Regions from separate parts of the Mus musculus genome. Here region 1 is linked to region 2. A link is a contact called in public HiChIP or PLAC-seq data. All regions are on one chromosome and are shown on one strand. The core of a region is the stretch at or near the end of the contact, and the rest is flanking DNA. Distances in the headings are between cores, read along the strand shown. Region 1 has its middle 82 kb from the start of 5430403N17Rik. Region 2 holds the start of Prag1 (PEAK1 related kinase activating pseudokinase 1).

Evidence for each region. HiChIP or PLAC-seq counts read pairs in DNA pulled down with a chosen protein or histone mark.
Region 1: an H3K27ac HiChIP or PLAC-seq map of trophoblast stem cells shows a contact between it and region 2, with 18 read pairs. The contact joins the enhancer-like site here to the promoter of Prag1 in region 2. A contact is called at or near these places in 6 of 39 promoter capture datasets (the 3T3-L1 cell line, 3T3-L1-derived adipocytes, epiblast stem cells and 2 more), 15 of 484 Hi-C or Micro-C datasets (the HL-1 cell line, the N1E-115 cell line, brain and 12 more), 21 of 115 datasets of contacts at active chromatin or transcription factors (CD8 T cells, VIP interneurons, craniofacial prominence and 15 more) and 2 of 9 other capture datasets (liver and pancreatic islet).

Annotation. Positions count from the first base shown.
Region 1 is chr8:35,961,260-35,968,090 of GRCm38.p6, reverse strand. No RefSeq gene overlaps it. Among named protein-coding and RNA genes, the nearest start is that of 5430403N17Rik, 82 kb to the right of the region's middle. Within about 2 kb of position 2,975, at least 16 of the 459 cell types and tissues checked have an H3K27ac peak or open chromatin away from gene starts, as enhancers often do. A contact at or near this core is called in trophoblast stem cells, where this site is marked.
Region 2 is chr8:36,092,049-36,098,529 of GRCm38.p6, reverse strand. Prag1 (PEAK1 related kinase activating pseudokinase 1) reads right to left here and starts at 3,702. Exons shown (of 6, transcript NM_172911.3): 1 at 3,542-3,702.

The DNA.
Region 1 (6,831 bases), core at 1,726-4,225, 130 kb after region 2:
TCTCTCGACTAGGTAAAAAAGAACATTGCAGCACTCATTTAAAATGTTTACAGAGCAGATGCTGAGAGAATACTTTGAATATGCTGAGTTACACAAGACATTATTTAAAAACATTTCACCTATTAACACATTTTTGGTATGACAGCTAGAAAATAAAATAACATCTACGAGGCTCATTTTATATTCCCACTGGATAGTGTTGATACAGAAATTGAAATGCCAGGAATTTTGACATTGTTTTATGAACCATGGGAGACTTTGTGCAATTAACTTGTGGTGTGTCCTCACTTCAGTAAAACCATAGTTTCCAGTTCTTGTCTACTATGATCCTTGTTGGTATGTTGTATTTGTTTAACAAACGTCTCGCTGAATCTGTACATTTCATCCAAGTGGGCATCCACCAAAATTGCCCTAATTTTTTTTTATACTTTTTCTTTAATTTGCATATTAGAAGGTTATTAGAATAAACCTGAGCATTTAATTCTTTATGATCCATCTTTCCTCCCCTCATCCCTCAATGCTAGCTACAGTAACTGTCGCTAAAGGCTGGGCCAGTGCAGCAATTTGATTCTTGACTTTTAACCTCTAAAACTGTGAACTAAAGAAGTCTTTTTTTTCCCCTTTTAAATTTACTCAGCTTAAAGTATTTCGTTTTAGCATTGAAATACAAATACTGAGTATAGTTAGTCCAGCTTCTCTCCAGGGTTAGAATTATAAGATATACATGTGTACATGTATGTTGGAAACTACAGGGTTTGGGTCCTGGGACCCTGGCTAGAAGTGACAAGGAAAAGAAATGACAGACACAGATATGTGTAGAGGGTCAGGTGAGGTTCTCTAATTGCCACAACCTGGAACTTCAGCATATTTACTGGGTACAGCATGGGATATGGGGGTGGGAGTTAACTAGTATCTATAGGAGGGTGGTGTGGTGCTTTGAATGAAAATGGCCTCCATAGTCTCACAGGGAGTGGCACTATTAGGAGGTGTGGCCTTGCTGTCGTAGGTGTGGCCTTGTTGGAAGAACTGTGTCACTGGGGTTGTACATTGAGGTTTCAGAAGCTCAAGCCCAGGCCCAGTGTCATTCTCTCTTATTGCTGCCTGCCGATCAACCTGGGTGTGGAACTCCCAGCTGTCCCTTCAACACCATATCTGCTTGTGTGCTGCCATGATGACAGTGGACTAAATCTCTAGACTGGAAGCCAGCCCCCATTAAATGATTTCTTTTATAAGCGTTTCAGTGGTCTTGGTGTATCTTCTCAGTAATAGAAGCAGTAGCAAAGACAGGCCATGTCTGTAGCAAGGCAGTATCAGTCTGTAAGCATTCCGCAGGAGGAAGCCACATTTCCTAATCTTTGCATACACCGATTATTCATTCATCCATGCTTCTATTCAGACCACTGAGAAGAACTTTACCACCTCTCTTCAGTCTGGTCATATAGGTAATAGCTTTACCAATATCCTGTGGGTTTGAGGTATGGAGTCATTAATGTGGCCATGCCCACGTCAAAATTCCACAGTTGCTCAGAGCTTCATTCAGCCAGGCCTTCCTCTGCTCCCTTCACATGTAGTTACTTTTATTTATTACATTTATTTATTTACTTATTTATTTATTACATTTATTTCCATACATATCATCTATCAGAGGTGATGACTTCATCCAGTGGTCTTTATTTCTAATGCAACCACAGCTGTCATTTCTCTTTTCTTCCTTTGTGGTTTTGCAATTCTCTCCCAAACGCTAGAGAAACTTGGCTCCCATATTTTTAACTTTACACATACATACTTAGTCAATTTCCCCATAAATGTAGTTCCTAACTGCTGCTGTATACTCTATCCAACATAGACAACTAGGCCTTCAGATAGATCTATTTCCAATTTTCTGAGGAACCTCCATATTGATTTCCAGAGTGGTTGTACCAGTTTGCAATTCCACCAGCAATGGAGGAGTGTTCCTCCTCCTCCCCCTTCCTCCTCCTCCCCCTTCCTCCTCCTCCCCCTTCCTCCTCCTCCCCCTTCCTCATCCTCCCCCTTCCTCATCCTCCCCCTTCCTCATCCTCCCCCTTCCTCCTCCTCCTCTACCTCTTCTCCTTCTTCTTGGGCACTGTTGCCTGGGACAGGATTCCCTTGTTCTCAGGGACACCTTTCTCATCAAAATGATTACCACCATCACTTTACTCTGTTTTGTCTGAACCTTAATGATCCCTCTGCTTTAGGCTCCCATGGCTCCTGTTTGCCCTTTAATAGGAATATCTACTTAGTAGATAAAACGGAAGCTTGATCAAGAATAGAAGAAAAAGGGGGAAGAGTAAGATTCCATCTATATTTGATATGAAAATTTCCTTGTGGATAGTTACTCCTCAACCAGAGATACTAAGAAAATATGCCCCTTATTAGTTGACAGATATAGCAAGGGTGCTTGAAGACACCCTTTGGGATCTTACATCTTATCTCCATTTGATCTGACGTAAACTATAATTTGTTAATCAAAGGCTGTGGGAAAGTAAAAATTGCATATAGCAGTGACAGCAAAGGAGAGAAAATGCTAGTCTAGATGCATGAAAGATCAGAGAAAGATGTGAACCTGATCCAGCCCCGAGAACAACATATCTGGTATTTGACTTCCATTCGACTTCTCAGCAGTTGTAAGGGAAGACTTGGACTAAATGGGGAAAAAGAAAGATACCTCTCTGTAGTCTCCTAAGGATTCCCAGAACTAACATAGAAGGCTTTTCCACTGTAGATTTTACAGGGAACAGACCTCCTGCACTGCCTTTTTTCTGTCTTCTAGCACATGTGCTAGATAGCATGTGCTTACAGAGTCTCTTTGACCACAGTTGGTAGCTGTTATCCCCCAGGCATGGTCTTCTCAGAGAAAGGCATTCTTGAAAATGTCAGAGTAATTAATGACCCACTCTAAACTCTTCCAGTGAGGATGTGTGATCTGCTGGGAGGGACCAACTGTTTCCCCTCACTCCCTCCATGCCAGGCACTTCTTCACACTGAATCTAGAGGCCATAGCCTGGAGCAGCAACCCAGTAGCTCCCCAGCTATGACTGAAATGTCCACAACGCAAGGCCTTTGAAAACTGAACTTGGTCAAATTCAGTCACCAGTGGATGCCAGTGAGAACCTAAAAATAAACCAAGAGGCTTAAGCTTCAAAGACTTCCTGGAAGGTAGAGGGGCTAGAGGTCACAGAGGGCAGTGGATGACTCCTCGCTGCCTCTTGGAAGTCACAGGAAATTCTCAAATTGCCAGGAATGTCACTGAGTTCTGCACTGTGCTGTATTCACTAGAGGTAGAGCTAAGCACCATGAACATAATAGATCTTCAGTGTTCAGAGCAGAAGAGAGGACAGAGGCCTGTGGGATCTGCTCTCTCCTCAGGTCTGAGGTAGACAGAGGGCTAACCCACCAAGAAATAATATACCAAATACTTCATATCTTAGAAATATGACTGTCAGGTTTGGCTTGCAATTCTACTATAGCCTGTTTGTTCCTTTTACCTCCTATGCTAAATTCAGCATGGCCAAACCACTCACAAATTTTCGTCACTAAACCTGTATGGATTCTGGACTTTTCTTTTGACATTGTTAGTCATAAAGATTTGAGACCCTTCTTGGTCATGTATTTCAGTTCAGGATGTAGAAAGACACTTTTGGCACACTATCAACCCATAATGTCCTATTTACTTCGTTCATAGTTTAGGTCCTATTGTCTCGTTAGAACATCACTAGTTTATTTAATTAATTAGTTTATTTTTAATACATGTGCATTTAAATCCATTTTCCAGAGAAATTTTCTACATTGTGATATAATCTGTGAGTCATTACGCTGAATACTTAGCACATAGCTCTTCCCTTTTTTATACTGTTGGAGTTCATGTGAAGTCATACTCTATTGCCAAAATAACAATTTATACACATTTTTAAGAAAATCTTAAACATAGAGGTGCCATATTTTCCAATCCAGGACCTTTCTTCATCTGCTTAGACCATCTGCATGGACAAACTGACCCTTAAGGTGGCAAGAAATGGGCTGTTTGTCCAACACTTAAAGGCTACTGTCTACTCTTGTGAAATGACATGTCCTTGCTTGCAATGTGCTAAAAATTCATCACAAATTGGACAAAAATCAGGACTTTCTATTGTAAAGGGCACCTTTGAGAGACCACATCTTGGCTTCAGACTCCATCTTAGAGAACTTGACCTTGACTAACAAGCTGGAGTCTAGCACCAGTTTCCAGGTTACTCTCCAGTAATCCTGCACCTGGCACTAGTTTCCAGGTTACAAGCCTGCCCCCAGCACGCCACTTCCTAACAACCACCAATCAGGAGGAAAGTGGAAGCTAAGTTTATGGTTTGGCTCCCACACCAGCCAATTAAGTTAAAGGGCAACAAAATTCCGTAATAGCCCACCCCAGTCAGATGTGTGCCAGGCTAGAAACCCCCTCGCTTGCTTGCCATTTCCTATAAAACCTTGTTTTGCCAAGAGCTCAGGATTTCACCCTCCCTCCGGCTCTGCTGCATCAGAGAAGGCAGTGTGGCCCAAGCTTGAGCATGTAATAAAGACCCTAGTGTGATTGCATCGGTATCTACTCTTTGGTGGTCTTTTGGGGTTCACAAAACTGGCACAACCCTTCTCTTACCAAATCTGCCTTAGCATCTTAACCTTAGTTGTAGATCCAGAAGAATATGCAAAAACGAACTGACAGAAGGGAACAAGGCTTTGCAAAGCATGCTGGGAAATAGCAGGAGCTGCTGCTCCCTCACCCAGGGTTGGACAGGTCATCGTTATGACGAGTTATCGGGTAACAGTAAGACCTGCGGGTGGCATTGACTGAGCGACACAGACCAGATTGTTTTCCTTTTTACCATTTTCAACGGAAAAAAAAAATAGCGTCAATAAATGTTAAGTTTGTTTGGGAGTCAAGATTTCTACGTGTAAAGCCTGGTGTGGTCGCACAAGGCTTTAATCCCAGCACTTGGGAGGTAAAGACAGACAGAAGTCTGTGTTTGAGATCAGTATGAGATGACTATGAGTTCCAAGACAGGCAGGGCTACACAGAGAGCCTGTCCCCAAACCTCATTCCCCTCGCCCCCCCCCCCCCCCAAGCGGGTGGAGGTGGGAGAAGATGTCTACACTTGAACAGTTTGATGAAAAGAACTCTTAAACGTCCCAGTTCTGTTCCTACAAGCACATTTGGAAAGGTAACTAATTGACTATTCCATTTGAAGATCAGACACTGACATATTTACCACTTCATAGTTATATAAAATTCTCTTGTGACCCTTTTGAGAAACTACAGTAAGAAATAATAAATTAAATATTTTATAGTTCACAAACAGAATGCTTAAACTACTAAAAAAAAAAACCCTAAAAAAACCCCAATAACTTGAAACTTTTTTTAAAAACATAGCCATTGTATTTATAAACAAGTACTATAATACACATTTGTGGGGGAATTTTTTTGATAGGCATTCCATATTTTTAAATGTGCCTTTTAAATTTCATTTAAAATTAAATATCGTGCCATGTATAATGGAATTTTTAAGTAACTACTTTTAGTTTTTAAAAAAATGCCTCTATATGCTAGCTAAATGTTTCTGAAGCTTAGCTAGTTATTTTAAGCCTTAAAAATAAGAATTGCTTTGACCTTTTGGTATATTGTTTTGAATTTTGTAATCAGGGTGAACTTTAGAGGTCTGGTTTTTGTATTATGGAACACCTCCTTCTTCCAGACACATAATAAAAATATCACAGCTCTTTACTTCAGTACCAAATTGAGGGGAGAAAAAAACCCTGCATTTCTCGCAAAGAATGAGCTTCAAGGTCAGATTTTAAAAGCTACAAGGAGACTAGATTGGCACAAATGGATGCATATGCGAAATCTATTCAGCTGAACAGAGTTAAATTATGAGGGGCGTACGGAGTGTCTACATCAATGCATGCTTTTGGGAGGCTGTTCCTTTTATGAATTAGCCACGGTTGCCTGAACTCTCAAGTCCAGCAAAGTTATTAAATGAACACATAATAAGAGCTTCCACTTAACCTAAATCATAACGGGGATCGGTTGCAGGCTGTTAATGCCTGTGATGGGGAAGGTCCAGGTTGTGCTTCACTGCACAAACACACCGATGAGAGATGGCGCACGATGGTTCCTGCTACATCCGAACTTTAAAAGCGTTCTGCAGAGAGAAAGCAGATACAGAAAGTGGCCGATGGGGTACTACTTCTCCTCGCTTCAAGGCACCCCAAATCACAGAGGCTGCCTCAAAACTTCCCCGCTGCTTAACAAGAGCAAGTCACTTTCCCAGACTCGAATTTCTCGCAGGCAGCAGGCAGGGTGCAGCAAAAGAAATGCAGTGCAGAGGGAAACGGGCCAGGGCCTTAACGCCTGAGACCGCGATGAAGCCAGTTCCCTTCTCTTTCCAGGAAACTAGATGACATCTCTTGTTGAAGAGACTACTTCTGCCGGAGTCGATTTTAGGGACATGTAAAGCCTGCCTGGTGGAGTAGGGCCCTAGATAACAGTTTAGATATAAAGTCTTAAAACCTGAAGTCTGGCCAATAACAAGTGCCATGAAGATCTAGTGTCAGAGACAAACCAGGGCCAGTAACATCCTCCTCACAGAGGTCATTAACACAGAGACCTTGGAGCAGCCGATGAACCGGTTCACTTATCAGGATGGCGCTTTCTGACTTCTATTCTGTTTGGACAGTACTGGTCTAGAAGAATTTTGCTCTGATTGGCTGAGGTTCTTGCAACTATAATTCCTTTCAAAGTAATATCTGTTGGAATTCTCTCTATTTCAAAATATAAGCTGCCTA
Region 2 (6,481 bases), core at 2,453-4,952:
AGAATATGAGAGAAGTTTTGCCTATCGTACCCTGGAGACAGGTAGTCACTTTGTCAAAGCAGCTCACTGCTTCTGAAAATAAATATAAAAGCCCCATTTGCTCCCATAGACCTCAGTAAATTTACTCCTCAGCAAGAGCTCAAAGGGCTATGGCATTACCTAGATACTCCAAATAGCATCCCGTAAGGTAGCCGTGCATCCAATAAATTTGCTCCTCAGCAAGAGCTCAAAGGGCTATGGCATCACTCCAGACACTCCAAATAGCAACCTGTAAGGTAGCCATGCATCCCATTCTACAGGTGCAGATGTTACAGCAAAGAGAAAGACCTGGCTATCGACACCAAGCTTGCTGTTCTCCAAAGATAAACCAGTTGACTGGACCACCTCACCACACCTTCTTCACCTTGTTCAGGATCCCAGCTAGCTAGCTGTTCCCTGCTTACTCTGCACTGCTCTCTTTTCCTTACTGAGGATGCTTCGGCATCCTGTAGGAGAGTGCTATGGAAGAAAACCTTGTGGAGATCTGGAGATAAGCATGCTCCTGGAACTTAGCAAGCACTGCCCTTGGGGGGCTACGCCACCCCATCGGGTGAGAATTTGCCCGAGGTTAATTCTCTCTAAGCAATCAACAGGACTAACCAGATAGGATCACCCGGGAGCTCCAAAGCTCCCAAGATCATTCCAGACTTCTTGTGGGAAGCACTCCATCTCTCGTCTCCCACACTTACAGACAAGGTGCTTATCCAATGGGTATAGAAGCCAAATGTACCCCTGCTCCAGCCAGTTAATGAGAAAACAGCTTCCACGTTAAGCTAAATGAACACACACACAGTCTTGAGATCTGAATGTTTCTACAGTCAGTATAGGGTCTTTCTTTCCCTTAACGATGCTGGCTAGATTCCTCTCCTCCCAATACACCCAAATAGCCCATTCCTTCTCTATCAGATCTTCCAAAAGAAGTCACAGGCTTTTAACAAGCAGAGGAATCACGCCAGGCTATTTCTCTCTCCTATAGTCACCAGCCTCAGAGAGCTAAATGTTTGCTGCTAAGTTTTATAAGGGGTGCAGTTGCAGGGTGGGAGGCGGAGGGGTGGGGGAGAGTGGGTGGGTGGAGGAAATGTTTTGTTTTAGTCTTCAGAGAAGTTGAGTTTGCCATTCTAAGGGCCAGATTTGTATGGGAAGCCTGACTAGACCTTCCAGGTCACAGCAAAGCCACGTTGCGGGCCCATGTCTACTGTAGGCAAGACTCCAGTGACCCTCAGTGGGCTTTGGGGAGACAGCTGTGTGGGGCTCCTGGGAAGCTAGCTCCAGGGCAGGCTGGGGGAGCTGTGGGGATGACATCCAATGGCTTCCTCAGAGGTTGCTGCACACAGTCACACAGGTCAAATTTGGGGTGGCCTCATCTCATTTCCTCTTTAACAGGCAATCCAGAACACCCAGACACCCCACTTTGTAAGGCTCCTCCCTCCTTTCCATTTTTTTTGTTTGTTTTTGTGTGTGGTTTTTTTTTTCCTTTTTTTTTTTTTTTTTTTTTTTTTTTTTGCCATCAGCTTCTGACAGCCTGGGGAGTTCAGTAGGCTCTTGATTATTGTACTGTACTGCCAGAAGCTACCTTGAGAGCACTCACTCACTCACGGGCACTCCTTTGCTCTCTTCCACAACTCTGACATTTTCCTGCAGGCTGACCACCACATGGGTCACACAACTGCCCAGAAACACAGAGTATCTTTAAGAGAAGTCGCTGAATATGAGTAACAAAGGAAACCCCGGGCTGCCCACTGTCACTGACTCATTGTGTCCTGTTAAAACTGGCTCCTTAGGCTCTGCAAACAGACATTCCCAGCTTGTCTTTGGAGCTAGAGCAGCCCTTCTAGGCCTGGAACTGTCTCCTGTTTGCTTTCAGGGAAAAGATGATGAACTATGCAAATGACTCTCAGAGCAGGAGTAGAGAGAGCCCTGGGTAGTGCCAGCTCTGCACAGCCTGGGAATGGCACCTTCTCACATGCCTACCTCAGAGGGTAGGTGCAGAATTATGCAAATGATCCCATTTCTCAGTGAGAGGCTGCAAGTGTAAGATCAGGAAAAGATCCGCAGCCTTCTTTGTGATCCAAGTCACAATAACAGAGCTTTGCCTCTGCAAACTTCGGGGCGCTACGATTTACAAGGCTGAGCTGTCAGATACACTCCCACCCCCATCTCAAAAAGAATCCGAAGAATCAGGGTGGCCAGATCCTAAGTATTCAGGTCAAAACCCCTCTTATTTGCACCCAAATTTGCTCATGCCTTACTTGATAGAATTCCACAATTTTCCATCTAAATAATATTGCTTCTTGTATTTTACAAAAAAAAAATAATAATGCAACCCCCCAAAGGTATAGTATGTATGGAAAGTATATAGATTAATGCATTATATTCCATTAGCCAGCGTGGTCTAGGGAGAAAGCAGGACATGACTACCCTAACACCCCACCTCACCCCAGCCCCAGCACTGAGGGTATATAATGGTATCTACATATCTTTTTATTTTCTACTTTCTGAGCAATCATAGTAGGAGGAGTGTGGACTTGAAGCCTGCAGTCTGATCCAATAAGGGGAGCAAAGTTCTGAGGGACCCTAGGAAAGCCAACTTGCTTTCTCTGGGGCCTCCTGTCAAATCTCCTCAGAAGGGGCTGTAAGGTAGAGTTGAGAACTGTGATCAGTTAAGCCTTTCCAACCTGAGTCTGAACTGAATCCGTTGCAAAACTCCTCAGCCTTAGACCTTTGGGCTCTACAATAGGCTCTGCAAAACCATGGTTGAGCTTTACCTGGGAGAACAGACACAGTGAGCGAGCGCTGTGGGCTGAGAATTGCTCAGCCGCCTCCATTCGCATTCCCAGGACTCACACACAAGCAGAGATTCTATTTTCCAAGGGTAAGCGTGCTTGCGTGTGCATGTGGGTGCATGTGGGTGTGTGCGCCCGGCTGCAGAGGGGACATCACAAGCAAAGGTTGGGAGCTAGCTCCAGGTATGGAATGATCACCAAGGTTCATCAAACAGATAGCACCTTCCTTCAGAGATCAGCTGCAGCCTAAAGGTGGCTTCCCTGGACCCCCAATTCGTCACCTCCGGGTCTGGCCGGAGCAGCCCGAACGGCCTCTGCCCCTCTGCTCCTTTGACAATACTCACTGCAAAAGGAGCAGTTCCCAACACACAAAACAGAGCAGCCAGACCAGCAAGACCAGTAAAACCATTACAGCAGTCGATCACCCTTCCCGGAACTCCAAGGAAAAGTTTCCCAGTTTCAAAGCGAGCGTTTCTCAAAAGAATTGAAAATACCCCTCCGACTCCCCAGCTTTCCCGTCTCGGAACCTGCACCGAGGGCACAACCCTGAGCACGAGGTCCGGACTCTCCACGCGCTCCGGATCGGTAGCCTGTCACCCCTGGGGACGCCAGCAGGGGCTGGCCCGCCGGGCCACCGCAGCGACTCTGCGAAAGCCCCTGGGCCGCCACGTTCGTCAGACAAAAAGCGGCGGGATCTGGAGAGAGAGTGGTGGGCTCACCTGGGGTCTGCGGTCTCGCAGCCTCGCCGTCGGTGACCCAGCAGTCCGTTGCCCCGCCGGACGCCTCGGAGCATTGTCTTTAGCGTGTCTGCGCGGAGTGCTTGCCCAGCCGCGGGCGGCTGACTTCTGCCTGGGCCCGGCGGCCGGGTGGCAGCTGCGATCGCGGCTCCGCCCCCTCCGCCTCGGGTGACGCCGCCCGCTCCGCTCCCGCCGCACCCCCGCAGTCCTTGCCGCTGCCCCGCGTCTCCACCGGGCCTGCGCGTCCCGCCACTCTGCTCGTCCCCAGTCCAGGAGGGCGGGCGATCGCCCCTGCCCAGGTCCCTAGGAACTCCGCACCGCGCCCCGCCCCCTCGCTCGCCACAGCGAGGCTCCGCCCCCAGCCCGAGCCTTGGCGCCCCTAGACCTGGAGCTGAGCCCCCCAGAGCGTCCCCAGCTCAATCCCAGCTCAGCGCAGTTCTGCTTGGAAGATCTCTGGTGCTCCCAGCTTTCCTTAACCACAATGCACAGATAGGTGTGTCTGTCGGAGTAAATGCATTCTCATCCCTCCACCCAGCCGACCCTAGGAGACCCTGGTAGGGAGGGAGCAAAAGAACGAAACATGGAAGAGAGGGGATCCGGAGTACAATAATAAGATCTAGGGCGGTGGGCTCTGAAAGAGGCGTGAGCGCCTTCACTGCCACGTACTGTTATCCTAGGAGAACCACAAGCCGGCTGGAGCAGGGCTGGCTGAGAGATTTCAGGTCCTGCTCAGCTCCTCATGTCCAGGCCTCTAGCAAATGGCTCAGCACATCTCTTTGAACTTTAGTGTTTTAACAGTGGAATGCAAATGTTGGCCTGGAGGACCGGCCTTCAATCATGCTGGGGCACCCAGGTCCTCCACCTGTGTTTACACCGCTTCCAGTGCGTGAGTCACTGGCTGAGATACAAGGAGTTCAAGATATTGTTCCTCGGGCGAAAAATCTTTTTTAACTCTCAGGAGAGGGCCAGCCAGTCGCCTCCCTTCCTCCAGCTGCCTGAGTAGGACAGACTTGCACCTTGCCCTGGGTGTTCCCTAAGAAGCCAGGCACTGAAGTTACTGCTCAGGGCCAAGCCTGAGTGAAAACGGAATCCTCCCCCGCACCCCCCCCTCAACACATCTGGTTGCTTCCCTTTGCTTTACAGAGGCAGCGCGGTGTTACATCCTTAATCAGGATGATTCCACGGAGAGAAGGAAGGCACCACTCAGACCCTCCCCCTCTTCGCCTTTATGTGGTGTTAACACTGGCAGCGCTATATAGAATATGAAAGAGGAAGAAGACATGTTTTGGATATGTGTGGCTTCTATGTAAGGAGTGCAAAGGGACCATAAGGAGAATTTACTTATCATTCAATGTCCCTCATTACCCATTTAAGTACGGAAAGACTGATAGGAAGGTGAATAGGAGTCGTACTAACATTCATGAAGAACCTACTACGTGCCAGGCAACGTCACAGGGCAGGGTTAGCACATTTGACACAGCATAACACAGGTCCAGAAGGGTCCTATCCTTTGCCAGGGCTCCTCAGGTGAAAAGTGGTAGTGTTGAGATGGGAACCAAGAGCTGCCTGATTCCACCGAGAGTCCACCACATTGCCCTACCAGTCAATCATTTCAACAAGTACATAAGGAAAACTCTGGTGGAACGGCGCCAGCAGCATTACATTCTCCTGAGGGGTCCAGTCTACTTATGAAGACACCAGAGGGGAAAGTGCCAACAAGCAGACAGGTACAAAATGGTTTGCACTGGACAAACACAATCCGGACCCAAGAGGGGCTTTCAGTTCAGTGACACTGGGCCCTCTCATGGGGATTTTGGATCATTCATGGCTCTCAGCATTCAGCTCCCCACATCTTTCAGTCCTCTCCAGGGGGCATAGACACTTCCCAGGATAAATAAAGGCCATGCCAAGCACATAAGAGACACTTCCACACTTTTTACTCTCTTTACCCAATTTATCCTTAATGCACAAAGAACCCAAAGAACACAATAAAGAAGCAAAGTTTGCAACACAGAGAGACCGCTGTGGTTCTATAGCATGGCACAGCAAGTGAAGGGTTAATTTGGAATTTCTGCTCAATAAATGGTTCCCAAATGGTTTGCTGGGCTTACAGGAGATAAATACACAATACTGCCACTGCTGATCCATAACATGGCTTTTTCTTTCCCCTTTTATGCCAGCTATGTGGCAGCAAAAAAGGCTTCAGCCTGCCTAATGAAAAACAAATCTTCAAAAGTGGCAAAGATGTATACAAAATACCACCCACTTGCACAGTGCCTGTCCTGCAGCTGTTCGGTGTGTTATAATTCCCTGTGAAACTGGTAAGCTCGTGCATGTGGTGGACGTTTGGCTTAGACTCGCACCCCGCACCCCGCACCCTGCAATGCAGTGCAATTTGTGTGTGCTCAGCACTTTGCATCTGGCGACTTGCTTTTCATGGTGTTTTCTACTCAGGGATGGAGCTCTTTGATACAGATCAGACCTTTTGTAAGAGCAATTCTCTTGGGTGTTTTAGTGCTTGGGCGCCATTCTGTACAAGAGAGCTGTTAAATTTTAGGAGATTGAGAGACAAGATTGAGACAGGGGTGCTTGGGGGTAAGGTAATGTAGTTTATAACTGAAGAACCAAAGAGGCAGAAGCAAGAAGTGTGTGCCATTAAATTATCCTAAGAAAACCGGAGCCGGGATATTTGAGAGGGCTCAGAGAGCATGTAGACTGGGCTAAAGAATTCTCATGCCCGGTCTTTCTCCATCTGGATGAAACAGAAATGCCTCTCACCTTAATGTCAGAAAGGTGTTCAATTTCAGTCCATTAATATTTATCGAGTTGCTTCTCCTTAGGAAGTTATAGGGAAAAAGTAAGAGACAAATAGAAGCACTCGGAAGGGAATGGAAGTGAGTCAGGTAGGGAGAGAGAGAGAGA